Regions from separate parts of the Mus musculus genome. Here regions 1, 3 and 4 are each linked to region 2. Evidence: chromatin contacts called from public promoter capture Hi-C data. All regions are on one chromosome and are shown on one strand. The core of a region is the stretch at or near the end of the contact, and the rest is flanking DNA. Distances in the headings are between cores, read along the strand shown.

Evidence for each region. Promoter capture Hi-C pulls out the DNA fragments that hold promoters and counts their contacts. Capture Hi-C pulls out chosen DNA fragments and counts their contacts.
Region 1: a promoter capture Hi-C map of neural stem cells shows a contact between it and region 2. The contact joins the enhancer-like site here to the promoter of Rp9 in region 2. A contact is called at or near these places in 5 of 39 promoter capture datasets (the 3T3-L1 cell line, cranial neural crest, liver and 1 more) and 1 of 115 datasets of contacts at active chromatin or transcription factors (astrocytes).
Region 3: a contact with region 2 is called in a promoter capture Hi-C map of neural stem cells. The contact joins the enhancer-like site here to the promoter of Rp9 in region 2. A contact is called at or near these places in 3 of 39 promoter capture datasets (embryonic stem cells, hippocampal neurons and neural stem cells), 2 of 115 datasets of contacts at active chromatin or transcription factors (astrocytes and forebrain) and 1 of 9 other capture datasets (liver).
Region 4: a contact with region 2 is called in a promoter capture Hi-C map of adipose tissue, with 4 times the contacts expected there. The contact joins the promoter of Bmper here to the promoter of Rp9 in region 2. A contact is called at or near these places in 6 of 39 promoter capture datasets (the 3T3-L1 cell line, 3T3-L1-derived adipocytes, cranial neural crest and 3 more), 6 of 115 datasets of contacts at active chromatin or transcription factors (embryonic forebrain, embryonic hindbrain, embryonic stem cells and 3 more) and 2 of 9 other capture datasets (adipose tissue and macrophages).

Annotation. Positions count from the first base shown.
Region 1 is chr9:23,378,432-23,381,901 of GRCm38.p6, reverse strand. Bmper (BMP-binding endothelial regulator) reads right to left here. Exons shown (of 15, transcript NM_028472.2): 11 at 428-473. Among named protein-coding and RNA genes, the nearest start is that of Bmper, 160 kb to the right of the region's middle. Within about 2 kb of position 1,936, at least 75 of the 459 cell types and tissues checked have an H3K27ac peak or open chromatin away from gene starts, as enhancers often do. A contact at or near this core is called in astrocytes and neural stem cells, where this site is marked.
Region 2 is chr9:22,466,345-22,469,931 of GRCm38.p6, reverse strand. Rp9 (retinitis pigmentosa 9 (human)) reads left to right here and starts at 1,576. Exons shown (of 6, transcript NM_018739.2): 1 at 1,576-1,858. The coding sequence starts at 1,731.
Region 3 is chr9:23,248,744-23,252,115 of GRCm38.p6, reverse strand. The region is part of intron 2 of Bmper (BMP-binding endothelial regulator); the gene reads right to left. Among named protein-coding and RNA genes, the nearest start is that of Bmper, 27 kb to the right of the region's middle. Within about 2 kb of position 1,890, at least 20 of the 459 cell types and tissues checked have an H3K27ac peak or open chromatin away from gene starts, as enhancers often do. A contact at or near this core is called in neural stem cells, where this site is marked.
Region 4 is chr9:23,221,038-23,224,518 of GRCm38.p6, reverse strand. It overlaps Bmper (BMP-binding endothelial regulator), which reads right to left and starts at 1,443. Exons shown (of 15, transcript NM_028472.2): 1 at 746-1,443. The coding sequence starts at 878.

The DNA.
Region 1 (3,470 bases), core at 687-3,186, 910 kb before region 2:
AAATGTGCCCAGGAGAAAGGATGAGGAGTTGGGAGAGAGAGGAGGAAGTGCAGTTCTTTGATGGTGTAAGAAGAAGTAAATGCCCTAGAGATTATGGATGGCTGGCTATACTGAGCATCATTAGCTTAGCCCCAAGGACTGAAAATGCTATTAGCAGTTTCAAATGCACATTAAGTTATCTGATGTTCTTCTTTAAAACTCTATCTATCCATGTATTGTCCAGAGGTCTCCTAATAGCAGATTCTGGTGGTTTCAATATAGCTTCTGTGAGAGGATGGCAGCTGATACCGGGTACCAGTGGGACAGTGGACGAGCCCATCTAATACTCAGAGAATTAAATCTATAGAAAATGTACACCAGGTCTCCCTGATCATCACAAAACATTAAACAAATATTATGAGTACATTTTCCCAGAGAAAGAACTTACTTTCAGTGCAGATAGGACAGCATCCTTTCCTGTTGAGAATTTTACCCTGGTCAGGAGGGAAAAAAAGAAACCAAAAATTTAATGTTAAGAGACGGTCTGCTGAGGAGAAATCTCTTTTTCAAAGTATAACACCAGATAAACCAATGAAATCACCCCAAATTGCACTTGAACTGGACGGTCTGAATGGTGGTGAAATGCATCAGGTGTCCAGGCCAGGCAAGATCACTCCAGAAGTTTTCCTGGTTTTGTCCTCTTAGAAACAGAATACCTCAAAGTATGGTGTGATTTTTCTCATGAAGGAAGAGGGAGACAGGCTGGACACAGCTCTCTCATTGATAGTCAAGCCAAGTGCATACACACACAACTGGAAACCATTGACACTCTGTCCATACCATCAGGACCTTCTTCCTGCTGTTGCTCTGAAAAGCTCTCTGGTACCCTGCAACCCAAGCTGAAAGCGCTCCCTCACATGCTCCAGACATGTTATAGCACAGATCAGATTCAGTCAAGCTTCCTCCTCTGCAGCATCAGGCATGCTAACTCATTGTTATACAATCAAAGCAAAAAGCAACGGACTCTATAGAACTGAATCATTTTGTCTCTCTGCTCTCGAAATACACTGCCATTTCCTAGTCAAATATCTTTTCACTTTTTAAAGAAGAACACATATTCTCCAGACCTGTACCAGAGAATGGTCTTTCTTTATCTCTGACTCAGTGATTCATCACAGGGAAAAGGAAATGTAGCAGAAGCTGATGAACACTTCAGGAACAACACTTTCTGCATGACCTAACAGCGGGTTGCTCAGGAGGACTTAATGAGCCAATCCCTTAAGGCTTAATGATATGATAGTCATTGTTACCAAGAAGTGCGAAATCGTTCTGAGCTGAGGATTTCCCCTTCCATGGGTGAAGAAACTTGTGTCAGTAACATAGCATGATAGAAACAGAAAGTTAACTTCATTTTATGTGACACTGCAGGCCATGTTCTTTTACTACAGATTTTTTTTTAAGCCACAGTTCTTCGAGACATGTATTTTCAACTGTCTGCAGGACAGACTGTGGTACGTGCCTCATGCTTCCTCTCATTTGAAATTCACAATGACACTCTGAGGACATGTGACCTCATCCCCCTTTCCACAGAGAACAAAGGAAGCAAAGTGCACTAAGATGTGGCCCAAGCCCAGGACAAAGACCCAGAGCCCAGTCTCTGCTCACCACTGGTGAGTGGTTTGCAGAGCAGATTTGAATATTTCAAAAGAAATAATCACACTAGCTTTTCAAATGACATTTTGCTACCAAAGAACTAAAGCCATGTCTCATTCATTTCTTGCACCAATTAATCCTCCTATGACATACTAAACTCTACATGCCATAGATAATGCTAAGACCCTTAATTACAGTTCTTCATGTTGTGGTGGCCCCCAACTATAAAAGTTTTTCTTGCTACTTCATAACTGTAATTTTGCTATTGTTATGAATCATAATATAAATATTTGATATGCATAGTATCTGGTATATAATCCCTGTGAAAGGGTCATTCAACCCCACCCCCATTTCAAAGAGATCTTGACCCACAGGCTGAGAATTTATGCCAAAGGGTATCTCGTTTAATTCCTCAAGGACAAAACCAAAGATCATCCAAGCTCCATGGAATGATTTCCACAGAGGCTCAGACAAGGCAGGTTGCCCCATTGGAATGGTGTGAGTTAAAGCTATGTTTCTAATCAAAGGAGACTGGGAGATTCCCCGCAGCTATATCTCACCAGACACAGCCATTTCCCTTGTTCAGTAAAGCTGCTCCTGTTAGTAAATAGGTGAGAGAAAAAAATAAAGTACAGACTGTGAGGTCAGAGAGCCTGGGCTGTCTGGATGATCTGTAGCCTCATCTGGAAGAAGGGTCTATTTAGCACCTACCTCAGTGGACAGTCTCAGGGGAGTGAGCTTATTTCTGTGACCAGAGAAATGGCTTCAATATAAACTCATGATATCTATCTAAGAAACAGTGTACTGAGAGTCCCACCCCCCAGAGCTTTGGAAATTACCTAGGAGGGCAAATAGTGACTATAACCATAGGCTCCTTCTGAAAAGGGGAGGGGGTAGGTTTTAACTGGAAAGGTTACAGTGTGTGGGGGTTGCACAAAGACCTTCTAGTTTTTCTAATTTTCTTTTTAAAATTTCCCTAATCAATGTAGGGAAGGAGAAATAAACTGCTAAGCTGCTGTCTTTTCTTTTTAAGGTATTTCATGGTAGAGCTAAACTATCTTCCAAAGACCTTGTGCTGGCCTCTGAGAAGGGGAAGTGTGAGGGGGGAAACCAAGTTGGAAAGATGCCTAGAAACAGAAAGGTGGTCCTGGAGGGCCTAGCCAAGTCAGGGCACTGAGAAGCAAGGGCAGAGGGGGCAGGGCTGGGGGCTGGGCAGAGGCCTTCCTGGGAGGGACGGACATGCCTGGCCTGAGTGTAGCACACCCAGTAAGATCACTAGGGAGAAGCAGGCAACATAAGGAGCTGTGACCTCCCAGCAGAAACCACCGACCCAGCTACAAGTGGCAGAGCAGAAGCTAAGCTGCAAACCCCGCAGTGGCCTGCTGAGGCGAGTTACTCCAGCCACCAGGTTGGCACCACTTCTCGGTTTTGTCTTGTAGAATAAGGAAGCCCATTATTACTAACATGTGCTGGGAGAGTTCATTAGCACTGAGGGTTCCCCGAGGACTGGCAGAAATGATGTGATTCCATTTTTCCCAATGAATATTTATAAGCAGCCCAAGATCAAGTCTGCTTATTGTACCTACTTTTTTTTTCTTTTATGGGAAGTTTTCAGTTTTATGTCTGAGGCTTTTTAAAGCAAGACTAATTAGGGGATTTTTTTCCCTTTTCTCCCCCCTCCCCACCAATTCAGTTGTGCAACGGCAACAGCTGTTGTTTTTTTGTGCCTCATTTGGCACTCAAGTAAAAACAGCAACTTTTTGTTTATAATAATAGCAGATGTGAATAAAATTAAAAGCTTTCTATAACGGAGAATAGAGGACATGCTCTGAATATAT
Region 2 (3,587 bases), core at 327-2,826:
CTCCAATATTTAAGGCACAAAAAGTAACTACGGTATTTTACTGTCAGATTTTACAGAGGCCTATTCCAGACCTGGGAAAAGGCCCCTTCCCAACCATCAGCTTTAGAGTCCAGGAACGGTGAGAGCATCACAAACAGATCATTCTGAATGAGATCATCCAGGAAGCTGTCCCCAGTTCCCACCCCATCACAGTGGAGCAGTCACCTTCATGGGAAACAGATTGTCCCCTCAAGTAATGAGGTATATGTGACTACCTTGCAAGACAATGATTGAAATAACCAATCATAACATGGTTTGACCAATATTTAATTGTTGGTAGCTGATCCCTGCCTCAAATCTTCCCCTCCTTACATCCTAAAACCTCGTGCCAGTTATCTGGAAATAGGCTGTGAAACTCATCTCTATTTTCTCAGTGTGGGCCACAGTGATTAGTATCCTTTTGTTGCCCCTCCCGCACTGGGAGTCAGGCTCTGCTTATGGCTGGTAGAATTAGCAGCAGGTGGTGCACACCTTTAATCCAGGCACTTGGGAGGAAGAGGCAGGCGGATTTCTGAGTTCGAAGCCAGCCGGGTCTACAGAGTGAGTTCCAGGACAACCAGGGCTACACCCTGACTCGAAAAACCAAAATAATAATAATAATAATAATAATAATAATAATAATAATAATAATAATAAATAAATAAAACAAGCAAACAAAAAAGATTTAGCAGCACAGACCAGATTGAACTCATAGAGAACTGCCTGCCTCTGCTGAGTACCAAAATGCCAGCCTAATACCTTTCTTTCTTTTTCTCGGTCGTTCCTCTTTGCTACCTTTGGATAAGTGTAGAGACCTAACTTGGAACGCTCCGAGTGGAGCTTCCGGCCTGAGACACCGCTTATAGGAGCAAAGGAGGAAGAGCAAGTTTTAAAAAAGGATGCTCCTCTGCAGGATACTGTGTGTCTGCTTTTATTTTTTATTTGCATCACCAAAAATCTTGGTATAAAATATTATGAATATATTGGTCTGTGTTTTTACTACGAATTCGCATAGTCTGGGAAACTGAAGATTTTATAGAGAACGTTGTTTTCTTCCCAGAATGGATGAATCCATAGGTAACAAGTAGCAGCCAAAAGGCTTTTAGTTTAGAAGGCCATACTGCTTTTGCAGAGAACCAGAGTTCGGTTCCCAGCATAGGGTGGCTCATATAGCCCACAGTTCCAATTCTAGAGAGCCATCGTCCTCTTCTGAATTCTGGGCAACTACCGAACTCCACCCCTGCACCACCACCCCAAATATATACGTAGAAATAAAATCTTTTCTCTTTTTCCTTTGTAACAGGATCTCCCCAGGTCTCTGACTTTACTAGCTTGACCTCGTACTCACAGGTCAGTGTTTCTGCCTCCTGCGTGCTGATATTAAAGACCTTTGACACCTTGCCCACCCACAAATACTTAAAACCTTCATAATATAAAAAAAAAAAAAAAATAGAAAGCAACGAGTCGCAGAAGTGGGTGTGGCCTGCAGGCGACTTGGAGCACCCGGAAGCCCTCGGGCCCCGCCCGCCTTCGCCCCGCCCCGGCCCGCCCCGCCCCTCTCAGCTAAGGTTCCCGCAGGCCTCAGGGCCGCGGGGGCCTGGCTGCACGTTCCCTGTCGGCGTTCTGCGGCACGGGCCGGTGGGACGTTGGTGGGGTTGCGCTGCGGGGAGGAAGAGGCGACTTTCCACCTTCTAAGCCCGCCTCGGGTCGCGATGTCGTCCGGGGCCGGGTCTCGGCGGCCGCGGGAGCCGCCGGAGCACGAGCTGCAGCGGCGGCGGGAGCAGAAACGGCGGCGGCACGACGCGCAGCAGCTGCAGCAGCTCAAGCACCTGGAGTCCTTGTGAGTCGGCTGGGCCGGGTGCGGGCGGTGCGGGCCGCCGCCGACGGGTGGGCGTCGCGGCCTGGCGAGCCCCCGGCTCCCTCTGCTCGAGGGCGGCGGAAGGACGCGAGGAGGGAGGCCGGCCACTGTCCCCGCCACGGCGACCGTGGCAATGGCAGTTGACGCGTCCGGAAGCCGAGCTCGGAGCCCCTGGGGGTCGAAGGACGCCAGCCTCTGTCCACTACCACGGACGGCATCGGCGGGAAGCTCAGGGTGGAAACTGCGGGAGACGCGCGGGAAGGCAGCGGACCCGCAGCCGGGCCTGAGGGTGGAGCCCGATGACCTGCGACGACTGTAGTGTAGAGTCGCATGTAGGTGAGGGAAGGTGGCGGGCCTCCCGTCCACAAACTAAACCGAGGTAAAAGTCAGAACCGGGGAGGAGAGGTTTGGGGACGCTGAGCGTGGTGAGGACAGGACATTGTAGGAGACTGTAGAAGATGTTTGTTATGCAGACATTTCGTGTGTGTGTTTGAAGACAAGTTTCCCTGTGTGTATCTTATGCAAACAAGTCTCCGTGTGTGTGTGTGTGTGTGTGTGTGTGTGTGTGGTGTGTGTGTGTGTGTGTGTGCGCGCGCGCGCGCCTGCATATTACCTCACCTGCCCGCCACCTTTGATCATTTTATCTATGCTTGACACATCACTGGCACATTGTTTGTGTGTTATTTTCTTCTTTCAGTGATGGTGTTTCAGTATGGAGTTTTCCCTCTTATATGCCCACAACCCCAGGCATCCTGTTCGTGTCTAAGACAAGGAAGGGCTCATGAGCCTCCCACCTTAGACTAGAGCGCCCTCTTAAATTAAATTTCTCTACATGTGACCTCCTTCACCTAGGAAATTTTCACACTACTGCATGAGTATGGGTATGTAAAATAGGGGATACAAGTCAAACACTTACTGATAATAAGACATAAGGAAATGTGTTTAAAGCAGTTCTTATATATGCAGTTTTACCATTGATTAAAAACAAAAGCAAAATTGAATACTAATGAGATAGATTACTTGTTTATTTTTACACAATTTAATCTTGGCTGCATATTTGAATGATGAAGGATGTAGAACATCTTCAACATTTTTCAGAATGATTTTATATTTTGATTTTATAATTGTTGAAGCTTTCACACCACTGTCACTATGCATAAGTACATAGAATATACGATAATAGTAGGAGTATGTTTAGGGCCATTTCAGAAATTGTTGCAAATTTGATCCTAACCAAAAAAAAAAAAATTGAACATTTTTTAAAAAGATTTATTTAAGTACATGAGTACACTGTAGCTGTCTTTAGACAGACCAGAAGAGGACATCAGATTTCATTATGGATGGTTGTGAGCCACCATGTGGTTGCTGGGATTTGAACTCAGGACCTCTGGAAGAGCAGTCAGTGCTCTTATCCTCTGAGCCATCTCTCCAGCCCCTAATTGAACATTTTTTAAAAGATCTATTTATTATGAATATCTTGCCTGCACGTATGTACTTGCATCTCCTGCATGCCTGGTGCCCGATGAAGCCAGAAGACTTCATTGAACCCCTTGGGACTGGACTTGTAGTTGTGAGCAGCCATGTGGGTGCTGGGACCCAAACTTGGGCCCTCTGCCAGAGCAACAAGTACTCTTAACCACTGAGACATCTCTCCAGCACCACGGGACAGTTCTGTATGAAACGTAAGGCAGCAACATTAGCGGCATTTTTA
Region 3 (3,372 bases), core at 641-3,140, 780 kb before region 2:
CGTGTATGCCTATGTACGTGTGCACTGCTTAAAATTACTAGCTGTGACTCCATTTGCCACGCGTGGATTCTACAACTCCTATTTTAGCGCAGACTCCCTCACCCCGGGAAGACTGGGACTGATATGAATATCGCAAGCAGAGATTCAGTCTCAAGTGCATTTATGAGTGCAGCAAACTTGGAGAAGGGTCCCCCTAAGACAGTGTCCTCTCTAAAAGGAGGAGTCCTCAGAGTTCAAACTTTCAGGACAGTCAGAGTGATGGGGAGAAGCAATGTGAGAGCGGGTGAGTGGGAAGGTGCGCATGTTCTTTAGAACTGCTGGCTGAATTAGAAAGCCAGAACAGAGTCAAAACCCACAACAGGATCCCAAGATTCACAATAAAGAGCATTTTAGCTGTTGTCCACCATGCACGGCATTCCAGGCAAATGGTTTGTACAGTCACATCTGAAGTTTTAAATATGTGTGGACAGACAGACAGACAGGCATGTATACCTAAGCTTTGGGTATATATTTAGGGGATACAATTTCCTTTCTGTTTACCCTTAGGATTTTTTACATCCTATTGGGGTCATGTTGGAACTGCCAGATCCCATCATTTTTGGAGTCTGTTTGGAATCTGGTTGGTGTGGATGTGAGGATGGGCTTAGAATCCCAGGCCCTTGAGGAAAGAAATAATAGAGCTGCAAGATCACCGTGGGGACCCTGCTTCCTCATCCCCTTAATTGAGCCTAACAGCTACATGGGAAATTCAGACACAGGTAATTAACACCACTTGCCTGGCTTCCTGGGCTTGGACAAGTCACAAAACCCCATATCCTGGAGACAGTGGCTCTGGCAAGGAGTGTTATACACAAAGCCCCGTGTTCAGGAGTCTGTCATCCTCACAGCACAGATCACAGCTGAGGCTAAGCGTGCGACTCATTCGGTTCGGGTTTTAACTCAGCAAACACTTTCTGATAGTGATTCACACATACTGCTCACTTCCTCTGATGATATTTAGACTCTGAGCTAAGGAAGATCACACAGAACTTCATCTTAGCCTGATTCTACAGATAAAGAAGTAAGGCTGGGACATGTCCCCACGGAGCAACAAACACAAGTGAGAGAGGTCTGGAACACTGATCTCTGCCATGCAAATGCTACCTACACTTCAGTACTTGGGTACATTGTGGGCATTCAGGATACAGAGTGAGAGAAAACAATATCCCGCTTGGGTCCTCCTAGTATATTTCCACATGTGAGACGAGTCCCGTTTCCAGCAGAATCACTCCAAGGACCAGCCTCAGAGTCATGGGACTGTTACAGACACTGTCTGCTTTGAGGAGACAAGAAATATGACTATGATCAGATATCAACAGGGCCAGGCCTATCACACCTCTGAAAAGGCAGACTGATACCCTAAGTTTTCCACAAATTCTAGGTGGGTTTGCAGAATCATGCATTCTAAGCAAACAGAAACAATGGCCAAAAGGCCATATTCACACAAGGAGAAGGTGAAAACATAATAACCTAGCCATCGTGTTTGCGATCACTTCATGGTTCTTTGCTTTCTCGGTCACCATGTCTCTGTGCTTACCATCTCTAGGATCAGCCAGCTGGGGAGGTAAGTCTGAACCAGTGTCTCCTTTCAGAAAGATGGACCACAGACACCTTAATATCAACAAATGCTTCCCCCCCCCAAAAAAAATCATAGCCTTGAAATGCACCCTCAACAACTTGTTAACATGCAAAAAGTAAGGGGGTGGTATAGAGAGTTTAAAAAAAAATTACATGTCTGGCAAGAAAACTCCATAAGGACGCCAGCCAAACCACAGCTCCAGCAGAAGCCAAGTACAGACAGGATGACAGCAGCCAGCTTGCTGAGTCTGACACTTGCCGCCAGATGGCAGCACGGAGCTCCCCGGCCTTAGGAGTTGCAGCCTTGAGCCTGCCTCCTGCCTACAGAACTGTCTCCTGTCTGGAGAGAGTGGGATCATGAGTACTGAAGACAACTAAGCACCAACATGAAATGATTCTAGTTGCTTCCACACATGGAAAGGAGAAATTCCGTGGAGATGCTCTTGAATATTTCCACAAGTGTCCTGAAGATATTTTTTTTCCAAAACACTTTTCAAGAACCAATCCTATTATAGACTGTAGAAACTATTATCCCATGTTTTATCTATGTTAAAAAAAATAATAACAATAAACTGAAGATAGGAACTCAGCAGCCAATATAGTGGCAGAGGTGGAAGCAAGACTATTGCTGGCAGACAGTATGATTAAACCACGAAACAGTATCACAAATGTCCTACAATATGGCTGATGTGCCATACTAGAGATATCACACTGCACAAGTCTCTCCTGGAAGAACCCTCAGTTTCCTTCTGTTCTGGTCCCTGTGAAAGCAAGATCTTCCCCAAAGACACACCACTGGCCCTGCACAAAGATGCTAATTCAAACAGCCAGATCCTTTTTCAGAAGACTAGGAAGACGGTGGAGTTGTGGTCCCCGACCCGCCACCACCACCAAATGATGTCAATAGAGCACATGGGTCAATGAGTACTGTTGGAGAGGATAAACAGCTCAGAGTGGCTCTGTCCTAGGTTAGGACTCCCTCCTAGACGTATGCTCACATCCCTCTGCCATTTCATCACGATAATCTAACTTGGGGAAGGGACTTATAGAAAAGCCTTCAAACATCCCCATCCGAATGCAAACATCCAGAAGAGCAGACACACATCCATCCCCAATGCCTCCCCCATCCAGATGCAAACATCCAGGGTGAAGACATGCATCTATCTCCAATGCCTCCCCCATCCAGATGCAAACATCCAGGGTGAAGACATGCATCTATCTCCAATGCCTCCAGGCCCTCTATTTTCAGCTGCTAGAGAAAAGCACTTGTCCATAACCCTGGCAACTGTGAGAGATGAAGCAGTTCTCTCATGGCTCACTCCACTCCATTCTGTGGAACAGGGATAAATTCGAGCTTCAAGCATCTTATCTGCAAAAAGGATATTGGAAAGAATTCCCTGCAGATTAGAAGCCGTGGAAATGGGTGAGGATCATGGGACACTCTGACCCTGCAGACGATTCCTAAAGGCCTTATCTAAAGCACACGTGGTGGTGTTTCACATATGCAGTCTCAAAACTGCTCAGACAGGAATTCATTCTTAGGAATATGGATGGTTTTTGCCAGGTTTTCTGAGGAAGGAGACCACGAAAAACCGATCCAACATCAACGACTATATTCTCATTAGAATTTCTAGTCTCCCCATGCATGAAGTTAAATGGCTCAACTTCTCCTTGAAGTACCCCATTCTAACCCAACTCAAGCCCCCAAAGAGCCAAAGGGGATGTTATGGTACTTTTAAACAGAAGTCCCAGTTT
Region 4 (3,481 bases), core at 194-2,693, 750 kb before region 2:
GCTCTGAAAGATATCTCAACTGCACATGGACTAACACACCAAACTAGGCACTAGGGAAGATTTTAAATTTGAACGAAATTCAGGACTGTGTCAAAGAACGGGCCTTTCAGGTGGATCTGCCAACTGTTGTGGGTTGAAATGCAATCACTTTTTGAAGCGCAATCTCTTTCCTCTTTAAAATATTCTCTTTTCTGCACCAGGTGTCAGTAAAGCATGTCCTTCAAAATAGAAGCCGAGGTCTTCACCTGCCTGAAAACCTGTAATTATCATATCATGCTATTAGTAACCTTTAAAAATAAGATCGCTTCTTTACATTCAAGGTCTGGAAAGTCATGTTTTAAAGATGCTGCCTAGCACCGTGGATTTATTGGAATCCTATGGTGTTGAGAAAAGAGGATGTGCGGGAAACGGCGCGGTCTTTTCCTTAATTGCACAAGAGTGGCTACGATTAAAACAAGGATTGGGGAAAAAAGATTAAATATAAATCAAGGAATTTCCCAACTTCATATAGCAGGGTGCCTATTAGCACTCTGTCAAAGGTAGCAGTCTCTCAGTCCCCCATCTCTCTACCTCTTCATAGCCTTCCCATCCCTTTTCTCTAGGCTTCTCCGCATCCCCACCGCCCGCGAGAGTCAGGCAAGGTGCGCGTTCCTCGTCCTCTCATCCCCGGTCTGCCAGTGCCTCTTCTCCCAAGAAACCACCCAGAGTCCCGGAGGACTGGTCCCTCCCGCCCCCACCCCCCTACCTGTCAGGAAGGAGGAAGCCAGAGACATGGGGACCCCGGAGCAATTGAGCAGCAGCAAGACGCAGCAGGTAATCCCAGGCGAGCGTCGGCAAGGACGCTCAGCCAGAGCCCTGACGCTGAAGAACCAGAGCATCGTCACCTGGAGGGAATCCCGGGCGACTGCAGGTCCCGCGTCGCCGCCTCTGCTCGGCAGCCGCTGCTCGCAGTCAAAAGGGCTGTGGGCCGGCGTGCCGGGAGACAGTCGGCTGAGGGAGGCGGGCGCCCGGAGCGGCGGGGGAGGAGTGGGGGCGCCCCGGGAGGAGGGGTCCTGCGGCCAGCCTCGGCCAATGCGGCGGCTTTTTTCTAAGGGAGTTGCTCTCAGCGGGTTAGCCGTCAGCCCCTCCGCGCCAGAGCTGGGCCGGGAGGAGGGGTGGCTGAGCGGCGGGATCTGGGGAGCGGCGGCGGCGACTGCCGAGTGCGCTCGCAGCTCTGGAGCCCGGCTGAGCTCCGGCTCCCGCACGCGCAGCTCCGGCCCGGCCCCCGAGCGCGGTGTCCGGCCCGCGCGCTTGCTCCGTGCGGGACCGAGGGGCGTACTAGGCTCTGCGCGGAATCCGCAGGGTCGCACGAGGGACTACGATCCTGGCGCCGGAGCTATGCCGGCTCAGAAGCGACAGCGGCGCACGCGAACGCCCAGCCAGGCGGTCTAGCCCAGCCCCGGCCACCGGCCCCGGGGCGCTGCCGGAGCCTGGAAGGCGCGTCTCCAGCGCCCTGCGCACCGCCTCCTCCCGCGCAGAGGAGCCGCCCCCAGCAGGGATGCCACTACCCGCTAGCGCCCGGAGCAGAAGACCCGGCGCTTCCCGCTGCCCCAGCTTCGGAAGGAGCCACGGATCGAATGCAGGAGGGTCCCTCAACTTTCCACAGCCCTTTGACTCCCTCGGGCAAAGGCGGGGGACTCACGAGGCTGAGGGGACAGAGGGACGAGTGACCTTGGAGATCAGGTTCCTGTGCTTATGCCTCTGTGGGCCTGACATTAGGGAGGACAGAAGTTGGAGCGACAGAAAGGGTCGGCTAATGCACGCACAACGGCCAGAGCCTTTCTCCCTTAAAGCGTGGATCGGTGGCTCAGACTCCGCCCTTCCCAGCCGGAGCTGCCCGGGCCAGGGAGGTGCGTTAGACTAATCATTCATTCACTCGCGGGCCAGGGAGGGACCGCTGCCGCTAATCTCCACGCAGGCCGCCTTCGCGGCGGCCGCCCAGCAGGGCACGCGGTGGCAGCCGCTACCCTGCAGCGTTTCTTGCTTGGGCGGCCCTGATGTCCCCCAGTCTCGGTCTTTGATCCCCTCGCCCCGCCACCCGGTACCCGCTGAGTCCCAGCATCCCTCCCACGTCCTGCCCCCCCCACACACACACACACCCGCCCTACACGCACCCGCCAAGCAGTGCCTGGCTCTACTCAAAAGGGGTGCTAATCTAGAAAAGAGAATTTTTATAACTACATTGGGAAGGTGCCAGGTGAGAGTGAAAGGTGCTTGGAACCAATGATCAGCTAGCCTTCTTTGGAGCCTACTGTGATCACATGCTCCCACCCACACGAAGAACAGCCAGCCAGCAGGTGCCCACCCCACATTAGTTCCTGAAGCGCCTTGTGGATCCAAACTCTAATTGCTGACAAGCCTAGTTTTCCCCTAGTCTCTGGCCAGTTTTAGGTAGCATTTGTAGCTGTAGTGAGAAACTCCTTTGACAGTCCTCAGATACACTCCTCTAATGTCACCACATTTACCTGCCCCTGCCTGCCATCCGCATGCTCATTTGTTTTTTTCTAGAGATTTAAAGGGTGCTTTTAGTGAGTGCATCGTGGCCAACATCCCAACACAAGGACCACATCTCTGTGACGTGGACAAGTGGGAGGAAGGAACGCTGTCATTAGCTTAGCATGCTCCATTTCCCTCTCAAAACAGATTTTGTGTAAAATTTAAATTAAAAGAGACAAGAGACAATGTGGTTACATGTTTCCCCCAAATAACACCATGGCTAGATGCCTTGAAAGTCAAAGTGTTGATTGAATGTTTCGCTGACTCCCTGAGTCTACAGAAATGTCAAACTGTATACACAGAGAGAGAGAGAGACAGAGACAGAGTTTTACTTCCCATAAGAACTAATTAGAAGAAAACCTAAAAGTTAAAAAATAATAATTGCCACAGAAAAGTACATTCAGTAGGAACCACTGTCCCTGCTCTCTAAAATGATTCTCCTTCAATAAAGTCTCTAGATAAATGTAACCTTTATAATTCAGGTAAGGAACATGAATTTTTGGAGATCCTAGGAGACCCAGTGTTCCCTCAGATGTCTGTAGACTTGGCTACATGTGCACTACAAAACTGCAAGACACCTGAAGAGCATGCCTGCCCCTCTGACTTGCCTCCCTTGGCCTGTCTCCTCAGTGTGCATGACTAATTTTTTTAGGGGGTGGGGACTTCTACCCTCTATGTGTGTGGCATTTCTACTATGGGTGGCTAGGGAAAAAAACGGGAAACCTTTTCACCAGCCTTGAAGTTGTGAATGAGAAGGTGGACAGAAGCCTCTGGAAACTCAGCTCTTCCTATATCACAGCTCACAGTGACCTCCATTTCAGAAAGAGCAAGCTATCCCCAAAGGCTCATCGGGGACTCCTGCAACCCCCATGCAACTATTGGTATTGTTACTCCAGAGTAGCAAACTCTCTCAGCTGCCAACTGGTCCCTAAGCCAAGCTGAGATA